3 separate regions of the Mus musculus genome follow, and all the other regions are linked to region 2. The links are chromatin contacts, called in public Hi-C and HiChIP or PLAC-seq maps. All regions are on one chromosome and are shown on one strand. The core of a region is the stretch at or near the end of the contact, and the rest is flanking DNA. Distances in the headings are between cores, read along the strand shown.

What was found. A called contact is a pair of places that touch in the nucleus more often than the background predicts. HiChIP or PLAC-seq counts read pairs in DNA pulled down with a chosen protein or histone mark.
Region 1: a contact with region 2 is called in a Hi-C map of stem cell-derived neural stem cells, with 1.7 times the contacts expected there. The contact joins two enhancer-like sites. A contact is called at or near these places in 3 of 484 Hi-C or Micro-C datasets (germline stem cells, nephron progenitors and stem cell-derived neural stem cells), 2 of 115 datasets of contacts at active chromatin or transcription factors (differentiating embryonic stem cells and embryonic hindbrain) and 1 of 9 other capture datasets (embryonic tail).
Region 3: a contact with region 2 is called in an H3K4me3 HiChIP or PLAC-seq map of embryonic hindbrain, with 3 times the contacts expected there. The contact joins two enhancer-like sites. A contact is called at or near these places in 2 of 484 Hi-C or Micro-C datasets (germline stem cells and nephron progenitors) and 5 of 115 datasets of contacts at active chromatin or transcription factors (differentiating embryonic stem cells, embryonic basal ganglia, embryonic hindbrain and 2 more).

The regions. Positions count from the first base shown.
Region 1 is chr11:113,013,246-113,018,210 of GRCm38.p6, forward strand. No RefSeq gene overlaps it. Among named protein-coding and RNA genes, the nearest start is that of Gm39467, 120 kb to the right of the region's middle. RefSeq lists an enhancer at 388-1,716. Within about 2 kb of position 3,651, at least 58 of the 459 cell types and tissues checked have an H3K27ac peak or open chromatin away from gene starts, as enhancers often do. A contact at or near this core is called in stem cell-derived neural stem cells, where this site is marked.
Region 2 is chr11:112,867,450-112,872,033 of GRCm38.p6, forward strand. It overlaps Gm46301 (a long non-coding RNA gene), which reads left to right. Exons shown (of 4, transcript XR_001780360.2): 3 at 1,024-1,203. Among named protein-coding and RNA genes, the nearest start is that of Gm46301, 8.9 kb to the left of the region's middle. Within about 2 kb of position 2,667, at least 58 of the 459 cell types and tissues checked have an H3K27ac peak or open chromatin away from gene starts, as enhancers often do. A contact at or near this core is called in stem cell-derived neural progenitor cells and stem cell-derived neural stem cells, where this site is marked.
Region 3 is chr11:113,044,114-113,049,001 of GRCm38.p6, forward strand. It overlaps 2610035D17Rik (RIKEN cDNA 2610035D17 gene), which reads right to left. Exons shown (of 3, transcript NR_015556.2): 3 at 1-1,047. Among named protein-coding and RNA genes, the nearest start is that of Gm39467, 88 kb to the right of the region's middle. Within about 2 kb of position 2,263, at least 71 of the 459 cell types and tissues checked have an H3K27ac peak or open chromatin away from gene starts, as enhancers often do. A contact at or near this core is called in stem cell-derived neural progenitor cells, where this site is marked.

The sequences.
Region 1 (4,965 bases), core at 2,401-4,900, 150 kb after region 2:
TGCCTCCTCTTACCCTCAGCCTAGGAGCAGGTTTTCTGACGGGCAAGTGGCTCAAGGCAGGCAGGGGAGGATGGGCTGGAAGTATAAGCATCAATCACATGTGCACACGACGACGTGTTCACCTTCCACCTCTTCCTCCAGCTAAGAATGACACAAATTCCTCTACCAGGGCTAGGAAAGGCAGGTGTGTTTTAATCACACAGACTACCACCTACAGCTTCATCTGTCTGTTAGGTATAGCCCACCTCAATATCTGTCAAGAAGCCAGGAGCTAGGGGACATGGGAGCACCATAGGATGGGGGGTTTGGGTGGGGGGGGGGGAGAGCCACAGGTAGTACTGAAGCAGCCAGAGCGAAGACACAACCACAGAAACACCTGTCCGTGGAAAAACTACTTTGGCTTGCAGGTGAACCAGTCCTCAACCTGACGTCTGCCAAGAGAGAATCGGACACTGATGCCCCCATAAAAAGTCCTCAGAGACTGGAATCTCCTTTACCCTTGCTGGGGCCATGCCTGGACCATCTCGGATACTGGAGGAACATTTTAAGTGACAAGGGCACCTTAACCTCACTCCGTCCTCACCGGCCTTCTCAAGAATGCATAATCTTTCCATCATAGTATAGACTTTCTCTAAGTCACAGGTTCCAATATTCATCCCATGCCATCTCTAAGAAAGAAACACTGTGCCCATGTGGATATCCCAAGTCCCTTCTGGTGTAGAGTCACCGCTTCTGCCCCAACTTGGACTCTTCACAGCCCGGTGGTCTCAGAACACCCCGCCAGACAGCCCCCAGCCAGAACCCTGGGTATTGGGCACGCACCTAGCTCAGATGGAGCTGGGCTCCAGCTCCACGGCTCACCTCCTCAACTTTGCCTCCACCCTTCCCTGTGCCCCCACAGCATGGCAAATAATAGCCCATTTTTTATATGGAAAACACTAAACTAGGACTGCACCTTTTAAAAGATATTTCCACTTCGCAGCTTGAAATCATATTTTACCCCTCTCCCATTCCCCACAATCACCTCATGGCACACCCAACACACACACACACACACACACACACACACACACACACACACACACACCATGCACATTTCGCTACCAGACTTCTCTAAGCCACTCTAATTGAAAAGGCATGATTTAGGCTAATTGACAGCAGATGGAATCGGCTGCAACATTTGGAGAAGCTTTGGCTGATGATGATTTACAACAATGAAGCGAAACTCCCCCTCTCCCCCTCCCCCTTTATATTTTTCTTCAAGCTCCGTGGCCAGAACAACTCGGCAGAAATGAGAGGAGGGGGGAAAAAAGTAATTAGTGTTTAATTTTTTAACAATTTTTAACTCCCTTTTTAATTGCTTTACATAAACCTGTCCTAGAATTTTACAGCCTTCAAATCTCTGTCTAAGTCTGGTCCCTTTCTGGTTTTAATTACACGGAGGCTTGTCTGGCACATTAAATTAGAAGGAAAAAAAATGCACACACAATTTCAGAAATATGTTGCTGCTGGACTCCCAACTGAACATCTAATATTTCAGTGTGAGAAGGGGAAGCGTGGCCTGGGAGAGCCAGGGAAGGAACAGATGGGGACCAAGGGACTCTGCAACACTGGTACGCCAACCGAAACCTGTCTGCTGGAATCCCTGGGAAGGAATGAGCTGTCTGGGGCAGCACCTGATGGCTTCTGGTGGCCCTGTGAACTCAGTGGAACTCACTTCCCCAAGACTGTGTGAATTCTTTCAGGCCTTGGGCAGATTTTAGGCTCTCTCTCTCTCTCTCTCTCTCTCTCTCTCTCTCTCTGTGTGTGTGTGTGTGTGTGTGTGTGTGTGTGTGTACACGTAGAGGTGCTCACGTGTGTACAGGAAGCTGTACATATGCTCGTTGCATGCATGTGGAAGTCAACCTTAGCTGACATTCATTCCTCAGGCACTACCCACCTACAGGGTTTTTTATTTTGATTTTTTTTGGGGGGAGGGGGGTTGTTGTTGGGGTTTTTGTTTGTTTTTTTGTTTTGGTTTTGGTTTTTTTTTTTTTTGTTTTGTTTTGGTTTTGAGGCAGCAGTCTCTCATTGAAACAAGTAGGCTAGGCTACCTCACCAGGAGCCCACAGGGATCTTCGTGTCTCCACCTTCCCAATGCTGGGATCACAAGTGTGTGCCACCTTGCCTGGACAAGCTCCCCACACCTTCCTATTTCTGGTGAGGGTTCCTGCGTTGGCCCTTGGGCCCTCTGATGAAGCTATCTCCCCTAGACATAGGCAAACTGCTTGAGTCTCTGCTTGCTTCTCAGCAGTCCATTGAAGGACAGCAGCCAGAGAGATAGAACGTGCATAGACCAGGAAGATGGGTTTCCTGAGTGCAGGTCTCCCGGGACGAGAGTCTCCAGGAAGCAGATCCAAGGCTGTCTGCACTCAGGTTTGCATTGTCTTCCCAGTGAGAGGCCATGTAAAGTCCAGAGCCTGCACCTCACAATGGAGCATTCTGTTACCCAGTATGGTGGCTGCCAAGGTAATGCAGCTATTAAAATTTTTACAAACGTCAAATACCATTGAAAGTTCCCTTTTTGGTTGCCCTAACCACATTTCAACTCACTCGTAAGGCTGGCAAAGTGAGCCCTCATGGGGGAAGGGCTCTGTAACACACTGGGTAGCACAGACTGGGGCATTTCCATCTCCCAGGCAAGCTCCTTCAGAAGAGGACAGGGCTACTCCTAACTGCTCCACTGCTCCGTGGTTAGTGGAGAGGCTGCTGGCATCGGAGCCAGTTAGAAAAGCAAGCACAAGCAAACCGGAACTTGCAGGGGGTTGGGGGGGGGGGCGGGGAATGAGTAAGTGAGGATTCCAGGGTGCTTGCAAGGCTGTGGCCTGCTGGCTGCTCAAGGGGCACATCTGAGTCTCCTGAAGTGGCCTGCGAGAGGGTGTGAACTCTGGGGTTATGTGGGACTCTGGACACTTTCTTTTTTCCTTCCCTTCCTTCCTATGCATGCGCATGTGCTTGTGTGTGTGTGCACGCGCACGTGTGCACATGCGTGTGCCTTCTATCTATCCATCCATCCACGTGCTTCTTGATGCCTGTGTGAGTGGTACCATTGGGCATGCCTCATGATGAACACGTGGAGGTCAGAGAGGCAGGGTCTCTTGTTCACTGGCTCAGGAGTTTCCTGTCTCTACCTCACCATAGTAGCCCAGGGATTACCAATGCTCTCCCTACATCGATTCCCACAGTTGTGAGGCAAGAGCTTTATCCACCAAGCTATATTTTTGTTTAAGTGATAGCTCTGGACCTCCACAGTTACATTTATTTCTTTAAACTTCTTAGGACCCTGATTTTATTAATAAATAGCACTGTCAAATACTGTCTTGCCAGAAAGACTTCCTTGGAGCTGCGTTTAGTGTAGGGAGTCCTGTCTGTCTCAGGAATGCTGGGAGGAGGGCGAGCTACAGTGGGGGGGGGGGGCAGGGAGGGGGGGGACAACCCTGAGGCATTGAGTAGCGTGACTGCCTGGGGCCAGAGCAGGCAGTGGTGCGTGGATTCCCTTCAAGATGAGAGAGAAGATGCGGTTGGGAGCCACATGCCATCAACTGACCTCAGAGCATGAACCTCACAGAGCCTAACCCTTCAGGCCCCTCAGGCCTCTGCTTGTCTTCATTAGCACTGAGGCCACACACCCCATGGGCAAGACCCTGCTCCAGCCTGCCCAGGGTTTCTCCAGGACTCGTGCTGGGGGGCAGAGCCCTGCCTGGCGCCTCTGGGCAAGCAGCTTTGGGGATGGAGCCAGGCCAACACTGGCTCCCCACACTCGGTCATTACCTATTGAGAACCCAGGAGTCATTACAATTAAAACACATTGCAAGGGGTTTAGGGTGGGGGTGGGGGTGGGGTGCTTGGGGAGGTCCCTTTAGGAAGGAACACTGGGATTAAAAGAAATTAGAGCAGTTGTCATGGCAACACAACCAGGCTGGGCCTACCCAGTGATTATTTCAATGGGAACAGGATGGAGGGCAAAGTGGGGCTGCAGAGGGGGTGCTGAGCTGCACAGGCAACAGGCAAAGGCCTTGCTTTCCCTCTCAGAAAGGGACCCAGTGGCCTGGGAGAATTGTCCCCAAAGCTAACCACAACTGCTTTCTTATTCTCAGTAACTCTTGCTTATCGCTCATGACATGAAGCTCGAGGGAGACAGGCCTCTGTCCTCAGGGAAGTCTCCACTCCAGATCTCTGTTTAGAAAGTGAGAAACTCCCCCAAAGGTCCCCTTCTCTCACTGTTCTCTGGGGATGGAATGGCCTGGCCTGGTTTCCTATCTCTTTAGCTTTGGCAGGCCCCAGGTAAAAACCTATCCGTCCTTTTGTCTAAGTGGCATCCAAGAAACCTGAACTGGAAGGCTCAGGGGAGCAGTAGGGGGGTTGGGGGGGACAATCCTGGAAGGGGACAGATTTTGGAAGCAGGCCCATGATAATGAGCAAGAAGGATTCAGTGTCTGGGATACCTCCAGGTATCAGCACAGGATTAGGGTCCCTACAGCATGAGAATCCTCCTTTGGCAGGGCTAAAAGGACTGCACAAGAGAAAATAGCAATTAGTTCTCTTAGTCTTTCTGTTTGTCTGCTCCTGGCTAGGCTCAATGGCCCCAAGCAAGTCTGGCAGATGGGCCAGGAGAACCTGTTTGGAACCTTCTGAGGAGAAGAGGGTACACTGGGGGTAGGAGGAGCCAGCTGGAGGGACAGTCTAGTCTGCAGCCTGGAGGGGACACGCTGAGGTTGGTTGCACCCACAGCAGTTCCTCCGGCTAGACCTTTGTGTGGCCGAGGGTGGCAAGGAGGCTAGAACTCTAGAGACTGTGAAGGGACTCAGGGATGCCAGGTGGCTGGAGACAAGTCCTGGTCCTGCTTAGAAGCCAAAGCTGGAGACCCAGCCAGGATGAACCATCTAGAAAGTCCACCTCTCCCAGGCCTCTGTTTTGCCCTCTGAA
Region 2 (4,584 bases), core at 1,417-3,916:
AAACAAATAAAACCAATTTCATCAATTCCAAAAGCCAATTTAAGAGAGAGAGAGAGAAATCGGGGCTCAATAAAGGGCTCTTGCCACACAAGCCCAAGGGTCCAAGTTCAGCTCTCCAGTACCCATGTAATACACCAGGTGTGGGGTGCCTGTAATGCCAGCCCTGAGGCTGTGGGGAAAAGGTGGATACCTGAGGAGCTCTGCTCTGCCAATCGAGGCGAACTGAGAAGCCAGAGCTGCCTCCCGAGTCCATAGCTCCAGTTCAGCCCCACAAGGTATCATTTAGGTTCAGTGAGAGACCTTGTCTCAAAAACCAATATGAAAAACAATAAAAAGCCTCTGGCTTCCACATGTATGCCCACATATGTACATGCACATTTCATCCCTGCACAGGGGAGACAGAGACGATTAGGGAGATCCTAGGTTGATGAGAGATTCTTTGCTATTTAGTTAATGTATACGGGCACACTGTCACTCTCTTCCGACACACCAGAAAAGGGCATGGGATCCCATTGCAGATGGTTGTGAGCCACCATGTGGTTGCTGGGAATTGAACTTGGGACCTTTGGAAGAGCAATCGGTGCTCTTAACCACTGAGCCATCTCTCCAGCTCTTGATGAGAGATTCTTTCTTGAAGCATAAGGTAGAGAGCAACAGAGAAAAATAGCAGCCATCAATGTCTGACCTCTTTACATGTATGTATATGTGTGTATGTGTGTGTGTGTCTCTGTGTGTGTGTGTATGCTCACACATGCTTATGAACACACACACAAAGAGAGTAGTTTGCTTGCAAACCACAGTCCTCCCTTTCTGCATTTACATCTCTTCTATGACTCTCTGAAGTGTAAGGATTTTCCTAATCTTCACTTAACCCTTCCAATCCCTTGTCTTAAGTTTCCATTGTCCAGGGTAGCTAATATCAACTAAGATTTAAGACTGAACAATTTCATTTACCCAGTCATGACGAAGTATGAACGATACAGTGGAGTAATATATCTCTCTGATTACCCTTTATTTTTCTAGCTTCTACAACAAAGAACCTTCCAGACCCTTCACAGCCTGCATAAAAGATGCCTTCTCTGTGTCTCACCTTGCAGTTGGCCGTCTCACTCAGTGTTTCCCACCCCTTGACACTGTCGCACAGGCGGATGTAAGAAGCACCCGCATCCACTGTCAATTCTCCGTGTGCCACCCTGGCTTCAGGTACATACAAATTTGTCTGCTGTGACGTCACCTAAAATAGACAAAATCCAAGGCTGGGGAGATGGCATCCCAGCTCAAGCATGAGAGTTTGCTTATAATTCCAGTGCTGGGGGAGGCGGAGGCGGAGGCGGAGCTGGAGGCGGAGGCAGGAGGATCCCTGTGATTCAGTGGCCAGCCAACCTAGCTCAATCAGTGACCTCCAGATAAAATTAAGAGACCTCCACATGCATATGTACAGATGTACGCATGCACACACAAACACACACACACACATACACACACGCTTGCACATGAACACACATACATACTACAAAATATGTAAAATGTTGACCTGGCGTGTCCACGAAAGTACAATGCCTTGTATCTCTCGTTTGCCTTGTTCCTCATAGTAAGCTATTTCCCAGTCTGCATGAATTACATTAGAACTCAATAACACCATTCCCAGCTGCCAATCATTTTTATCACCATTAACCTGACTGTCGTGGAGCTGATCCTATAGACAGATTGGCTTGGAAGACACTCAAAGTGTGGTGCCTTCTCCCACCATGTTTAGGCATGGGTGTATCAGTCCTTCCTCGGGGTCTAAGCATCTTTCTGATGTTACCCATAGTGAAGAGAAGCTGCCTGACCATAAACCTAGGGTCACTCTACCAGTGGAAGAAAGAGTTGCTGCCCACCTTCCAGAGTGACCCCAGCACCCCCAAAAGACCTTTGCCATGTGGGTTTGCAGTGATCCCAGCACCCCAAAGAGACTCCCTTTAATATGGGGATCCACCAGAAAGCTTCAGTCCTTACATGTGTTCATTTCTGTCACCAAACCCCAGATCCCCCACCCCCCAGCTGCAGGATCATGGCTCCCCAGGGCTCCCAGGTAGAGTTAGCACAGGGGACAGGTCAGTCGACAAACTTGAACCACAGATAGTTGAACCACACCAGCCTTCCCACCCCCACCCTCCACTCTGGAACTTTATAGGTTAAGAAGAGAAGAATAACATAGATTCAAAACATCATGGCTTCAGGTAAAATTTGGGTCAGTGTGCTGTGTAAGATATCAAACCCATATAAGCCTTCAGGAAAAAGAAGTGTTCTTCCCACAAAGAGAGACAGAGGGGAAGCCTAGGCCGTTTTTTACAAGTCTGGGTAGGATTTATTCTTGCAGGCTACGTGGGAAGGTGCTGAAGCAAGAAGCGTTAGGCTGGCTCAGGTAGAAGGGATAAAAAATATGAAGCTGGGGCAGAGGCAGGGGCGGGAATGTTATCTTCTAGCTCTGAGTGGGTGAAAGGAGACCCCAGGATCTTCAGGTGGGTAGCGTGCCCCCCTTAGGGGCTAGAGGCTGGCAGGGAAGAGGGCTAAGGTTACAGGTGGGTGGAGAAAGCTGCAGGACCATTAGAGCAAGGGTAAAGGCCAGCCTGAAGGAATGTGCCCGGCTTTCCTGGCTCCTTGGGGACTCCCAGGCATTCTTTCTAACAAGAGACATGTCGCCTGCCAGCCAGCAGATGTGGCCCATGAATAAACATCCCTGCCGGGCTGGAGGGGTGGAGAGAATAATAAATATGAAGAAAGTAGTGCCCTGCCCCTCCATACCCCCCTCCCCTGCTCCCAGGGTAGCAGACACGCTTGGCCCTCAGGGGTGGACTCAGACATGGACCGTCCTCACACACCGCAGCCAGCCCGGGCCAGCCGCACATTAATCCCGTGGATTTGGCCATCTTGTGACATAGCCAATCAGTTCGAGGGAGGGGATGGCAGGAACGCCTCTCCTTTCACGCCACAAAAGGATTTTCGTCCCTTGAGAGCACAATGAAGGGGGGAAAAAAAACCAATCAAGGCGGGATCAGCTGTGGGCTGGTGGCTGCAGATCTGTGTCTCCCAGAGGGGGGTGGGGGCACATATCGGTCCGTGTGGGAAACCCACAGCCTCAGCTTCTCACACATTGTTCTCCTCCTCTTCAGGGGCACCCCCTCCCCACCAGCCCTACCCTCCTTTCTCCCCTCCCCAAAGCCGTTAATACCACAAAAGATACATTCCCCATTGTGCCCCTGGACAGCTGAGTTAGCCATACACAGCTCCCAGAGTCCTCTCCAGGGAGAAAGCCGTGGGCCATCCACATGGAGAGTAAGATGCTTATCATACAAAGGACTTAAACCCACTTGGGCTCCTGGCCTATGGAAGCCGGTGGGGGGTTAAACACAGTTACATTTTCATTAGGTGCTAATAGCCAAAGGGTAACTCTGGGCAGCCAGGACCAGACATTGTTATGCAGAGACTTCCCCGGTTGGAAGGTCAGGGCAGGTGGGGTGGGGACTGTGGGGGGGGTGGGGGAGGTCCAGTCAGTACTAAAGTCTAATTTGGAGGGGTGGGGTGCAATGGGCAGGCATTGTTGGCCTGTGAGGTCCATCAATGGGAAAAGTCATGTTTTTCTCTGAAGGAAACAAGTTAAAATGGCAGGGGAGGGGAAGGGCTGGTGTTGGGTGGCTGGGGGTGGAATCAGGCTGTCGGTGCCTCAGTTGGCCTTCCCAAAGGCAGCCCTCACCACTGGCTCTACCTCTGAGGAGAGAGAAACAAAGGGAAAATCCCCCCCACCCCCAAGGAGCAGTGAAGAAAGAGAATAGCTTTGGAATCAGAGGGTGATGGAGTCCTGGTTCCAACCCTCTGTCACAGGCGTTATGGCCTGGGAGCATCCTAGGGACCAAGATGAGTCCAGGAGCAGTTTCTTGATAATGTAAAATGGATCTAGAACCTACCTGCAGAATTCTTGCTGTGGAGGAGTAGACAGTGCCTGATACAGATGAGGTACTTTAAAAAAAAATAAAAGGAACCCCGTGTCCCGTGCACCAGCTGCACCCTAGACCAGTGGCATTCAGTATGAACATGGCCACCATGCTCACTCAATGCTCCAGCCCCCCTCCAGCTGGGCAACAGTTCCTTCAACTTCATTTTCAGTCATTTCAGCGGAGTACTGGGCATGACAAGAAGCCCAGGTCACCTCCAAGTCCCCCTGGTCAGAGACTTGGACATAACTAGCCACCTCTTGTGATTTGTTTCCTGATTAAGCAGGAGAGGGCTTGCAGGGGCCATTGCTGTCGCAGCCTTTGCCTTTGTCCAGTCAAGAGGATGGGTTCATCTCCTGCTCTCCTTCCAGAAGCTCAGAATTCAACTGGCAACTTAGCTACAAATAGATGAAGAGCCAAAGCAGATGCATAAAAAATTGCCCAATAAGGCTGCTGGGGAGATGGCTCGGGCTATAAAGCGCTTAACGTGCAATGATGAAGAGTTGAGTTTTTGATACTCCCCCAAGAACCTTAATAAAAAGACATGATGCTCAAGGCTTGCAAAAACCAAGTAATAGAAAGCCAGCCTAGGATAGCAGTGAGAGACCCT
Region 3 (4,888 bases), core at 1,013-3,512, 180 kb after region 2:
ATAGAGCACAAGGAAGCTGGGATTGTTTTATATAAACAAACTGTCCATCCATTTTGCAAATAAAACAGCTCAAACATCTTTGAGTGTAGTCGAAAAGGGGGAATCAAGGCATGATTAGGAAGGATTTCCAACTGTACACGTGGGGTCATAGAGGAAAGGACCAGACAAGGCTCCAGCTCCCATCGGATGGGTGTGTCATCAGCATACAGTAGAGGAAAGAGGTCCTCAGGAGGCACGACCAACAGAGCTCAGACATGAAGCCCTTGGATAAGCTGATCTCCGATTGCAACCTCCGAAGAGTGTCTTCAAAGTTCCTTGCATTTGTGTCACAGAAGAGGGAATGAAAAGTGGGTTCCTCTCTGCCTATCCAGACATACGCCTGCGTGTGATCCAGTGCCGGCCCTCCTCAGCCCCCCTGCTCAGGCTGCTCCTCTTGCTCTGACCTCCAAAGAGCCCCTGGGACCATCCAGGCAGATCATGTATCACTCTGGAGTCTTGTGCTGCTTCCAGGCCGGGTGCCACGCACCGAGTCTGACCCCTCTTTCCAAGGAACAGAAATAAGAATCAAGATCCCATTCAACCCAAGTGTGGTTAACTATTCACCCTGTATCCGGCTCAAGGATGATAGAGCAAACAAGAAGAATCTCTGGGTCCAGAGGCGAGTGGGCACAGGAGGCGGGGTCAGACAGGGAAGGGTGCGGTAACTGGACAGGGACAGAGTGAGGAAGAGTGTCCTGGGTAGTGGCAGTACCCAGGACATGTTTGCCACCAGACAGTAGATGAGCTGAGCTGGTAAGCCTTCCCCAGGCCCAGAGACGTATGTCTTTGTTCATTCAAGTCAAAACAGACTATTCCTTCCCAAATGCCGGCACAGTCTAGAAGTGTTTATATTCTCCAACATAATGTTCCGCAATTGAATCCAGGGCTCTAGTGTCTCAAGAGGCAGCCAGATCTCAGGCAGATCCTGAAGGGAGGGCCAGGGTCATGTTCTCCATGGTTCCACAGTTCCTGATAAGTAGCATGGATAAGCAGGTCAGTCTCCTCGGCCTGTGGACCAAAAGACAGCAAGTGTTAGACGGTGGCATGCTCTCCTTTCGCAACAGTGCACTCTTCCTACTTTATTCCCCAGGATTCTGGTTAGTACTGCCTGAACACAGGGCATAGAATTGTAGTCAAGGAGCTGGAGAAAGAGAGGCTTACACCTGGCTCTGGGGAACTCCTTGCACACTGGATCATCCCCAAGAAGCCTGATACACACACACACACACACACACACACACACACACACACACACACACCACAGGCACATACACATACATACACACACGTCCATGGCCCCAGAACCACAGGGTCTAGTTCTCTATAAAATGGCCACAGCAGCCCCCATGCACCCAGACTGTGGATAACTGACTCAGAATGGATAGGGGTCCCTCAGGGGATGGCACAGAACACCTCCCAGTCTGAGGGCAAACAGATGAGGGCAGATTCACCCTCCTTGAAGAGACTTCCCACTTGTCACCATCCACACTGCTGAGCAGAAAGTCAGAGTCCCCAAGGGGAGTGCCCCACTTCAGTGCTGACTTTGCGGGGCCACTGGAGGCGGTGTAGGCCCATGAAGGGGACTGCTATACAGGTCTCAGACTCAGCACGCATCATCAACCCAAGATGAGAACTGTGGGCAGGCCATCCATAAGCGCCCTGAGGAAAGAGATGCTTGATCCAAACATAAACCAGTCAGATAAGCACCGTCCTTGTAGGCCATGGCAGGGGTCTACAGGGGTCTCATGATCAAGGCCTCCTTGGACAAGCAAAAGCCAGGACATCAGTAACCGACAGAGTGTCCAGGGAGTTTGGATCCTAGAAGCTCAGCCTTCCAGAAAGGTCTTCTAGGCAGGGTGCAGCATCCACCATGATGCCCAGGGATAAGTGGGATGAAGGGGTGACAGCCTGGGAAAAATGCCTGATGAGGTTTCCTTGTAGGAGAGCTGGGGATGGGGACAGTCTCAACCGCAGAATCACAAATAAAATAAATAAATAAATAGAGTCCTGCAGGTGACCCCAAATCAAGTAGTACATTTCATCTGGGACAGGCCAGTCCCTCCCCACACACCTTTTATTTGGACACAAAACCACACCAAATAAACCCAAAATTCTCCATGCTCCCTCGTTCCTTCTCTCCTTCCGTACCAGCCTTGGGGCTGTTTCCTAGAGCCTCACAAGCCTTTTCCCCTGGGAGACAGGCCACGCAGCTGGCAAATTAATTGGCAGTGACAGGGCTTCCTTCCGGTTGCTCGGCAACGACGTGCAACTGACAGCAACGGTGCAGAGGGACTGCCATGAGGAATTTACAAAACAAAATCCGAAGCAAAACACACAGGGCCCCAGACTATCACCCTCAAAGGGCAGAACTAGACAAGGGGAGGGGGTGAGGCAAGGGGTGGGGAGGAAGTGGGGCTAGAGCATGAGAAAGTTCTCCATCCCCCCCTTATGCCCCCCCCTTATCCCCTCACCAAACTGTTCCTACAGCCTTTACCTCTGCCAGGCCAGAGAGAGAGAGAGAGAGAGAGAAAGGGGTGTGGGGACTTAGAAGCCTCGGTACTGAGAGGTGACTGGGAAGGTTGATGAAGCTCGCTGTGCAGAAAACAACAGTATCTGCAGGGAACGAACGCTTCTCCCCGTGCCGTGGGTCTACTGGCAAAGCCGCTCTACCCAGGCGGAAGTCTTCACGTCTAAGGCCCTCTCCCCTGGCCCTTTACACTGGACTGTCTTTCTATCTGTTCTATGACAAGAGTAGACAAGCCACACACCACATGGCCTTGGCCCTCATCTCTGATTTGGTGTCAGGTTTTGAGACAGGATCTCGCACTCTGAAGTGGGAGCCATAGACTAGCCTTGGACTTCAGGCAATCTTCCTGTCTCTGCCTCCTGAGTCCTGCGATTACTAGCACCAGTTGCCAGGCCTGGCTTCTGGTCTCTTTTAGAACTTCCATGCATAAAGCAGAGTACATATCCAGTCTATGTACAGGTTGAAGCGTTCAGTGGAAAGGAAAAAACAAGGAAGACATTGAAAGGTGCTCTCCCTCTGGTCCCTGTAACCTTGCATGGCAAAAAGAGCTGGTGGGCATGGTGATGTCAACAGTCTGAGACAGGAGACGGACCTGGATAATCAGGTTCAGCCCTCGGCACCATCACCTATGGTCACAAACAGAGGCAGGGGATGGGACGCAGGGAAGAGAGGTGTGAGACTGGAGGGGAGCACTTGGCTGACTCAGCTCGGCCGTCCTGAGGACTGAACAGAGAAGGCAGTGGATTCTCCCTGGAGTTCCAGAAGGAATCAGTACTGTAGATACCTTCGCTTCAGGGCACTATAACTGGCCTCAGATTGCACCGTGTCTGCCCATACTTCCACAGAGACATGTTTAACCATACAGTCATGGACCCTGGAGCTTCAGATACTCCAGGCAAGCATCACACCACTGGGCCAACCTCCCTCCAGACCCACAAACATCATCCCCAAAGATTTTTCCAAGAGGGCACCAGAGTGAGGATACAGGTAACAGGAAAGGTGAATTTATTCCTAGCAGCAGGGCAGGATTTAGCCTTAGAACGTACTAGCCGGTATCGGGAGGCTCAGTAAGAAAAAGGCAGGCCTCTGAGAGTAACAGAGGCAGGCTGAGCTATGAAGCTGCAGGCTGTTAAATGACAGCATTTGCTAGCAGGGACTTGGCCAGGTGGCCTAATCTCTGGGGGTTGGGGGGGGGGAAGCCTTAGTTTTGTCATTTGCAAAATAAAGATAATATCATCTGCCTTACAAAGCTCTCAGGATTAAATGAGATAATACACAGAAACCACCTGGAGAATGGCAGATGCCGAAGGAAGGAGCGGTGATACGTAGGAAAGTTTCAGCTTTCAGACTTGAGTCAGAGCCGCTGCTTCTTGCCATCCTCAGTAACCTATCCTATCCTTTCTAGTTGTTGATAGAACTCTGACTTATTTGTTTGTTTGTCTTGCTGGTGTGGTGGAGTTTGGACTACTGTGCAGCAAGGCGTAGCTATGTAAGAGCTGGCCAATGAGAGGCAAGCAAAACTCTTGGGGGGGGCACTTCAGGGCAGGCTGCTCTAGAGGAGCTTGAAACCAATCTATCTTTACTTCGCTCTGTTTTAATAAGGACATGAAGGCTGGTGCTCTAGCAGCCATAGTGGTATCCTGGAGACACTCCTGTCCTGTGATAGTTAAAAAAGGAAACAGGATGGAGGTGGGGCTGGATCCTGGCCACTCCAGTGATGCTTGATCGGCAGGAATAGTTTCCCTCATGATTTCCGTTATGTAAGAGGCAAACACTCCTCTCTTAATGCTCTGTTGTAGCATTTTCTAATAATCACGATAATGGATTTCTTGATCCATAGACCTGGGCCGACAGCTTCATAATCACACGGGAACTGGTTAGAAATGCAATTCCTACAGCTCCATCCCCCTAGAGTGTAGGGATGCAACCCAGGACTTTGCATCAGTGGGCACAAGGCATCTTCGCCACGTTCTAGACTAAGCCACACCACGGTCCTTGCAGTGCACATTTTAATGGGCCCTCCAGTGATCCGATGTGTTCTCCAGTGTGAAAACCATGGTCTACCAGTGATAGACTTCACTCTCCTATGCACTGTGGCATTCTGTGGTGTCCCTGGCCTCTATACATAAGCACCCTCATCCCAGAGGGGTGAGAAGTGTCTCAGATGCTGCCATGTGAATCCAACAGAGGGTGGGGACAGTAGCATTGCTTACAGCTGACAGATGGCCTGGCTCTTCAGCTTCCTTTTCTTGTCCAGTTATGTGTGTGTGTGTGTGTGTGCGTGTGCGTGTATGTGTGTGCCTGTGTGTGGGTATGTGTGTG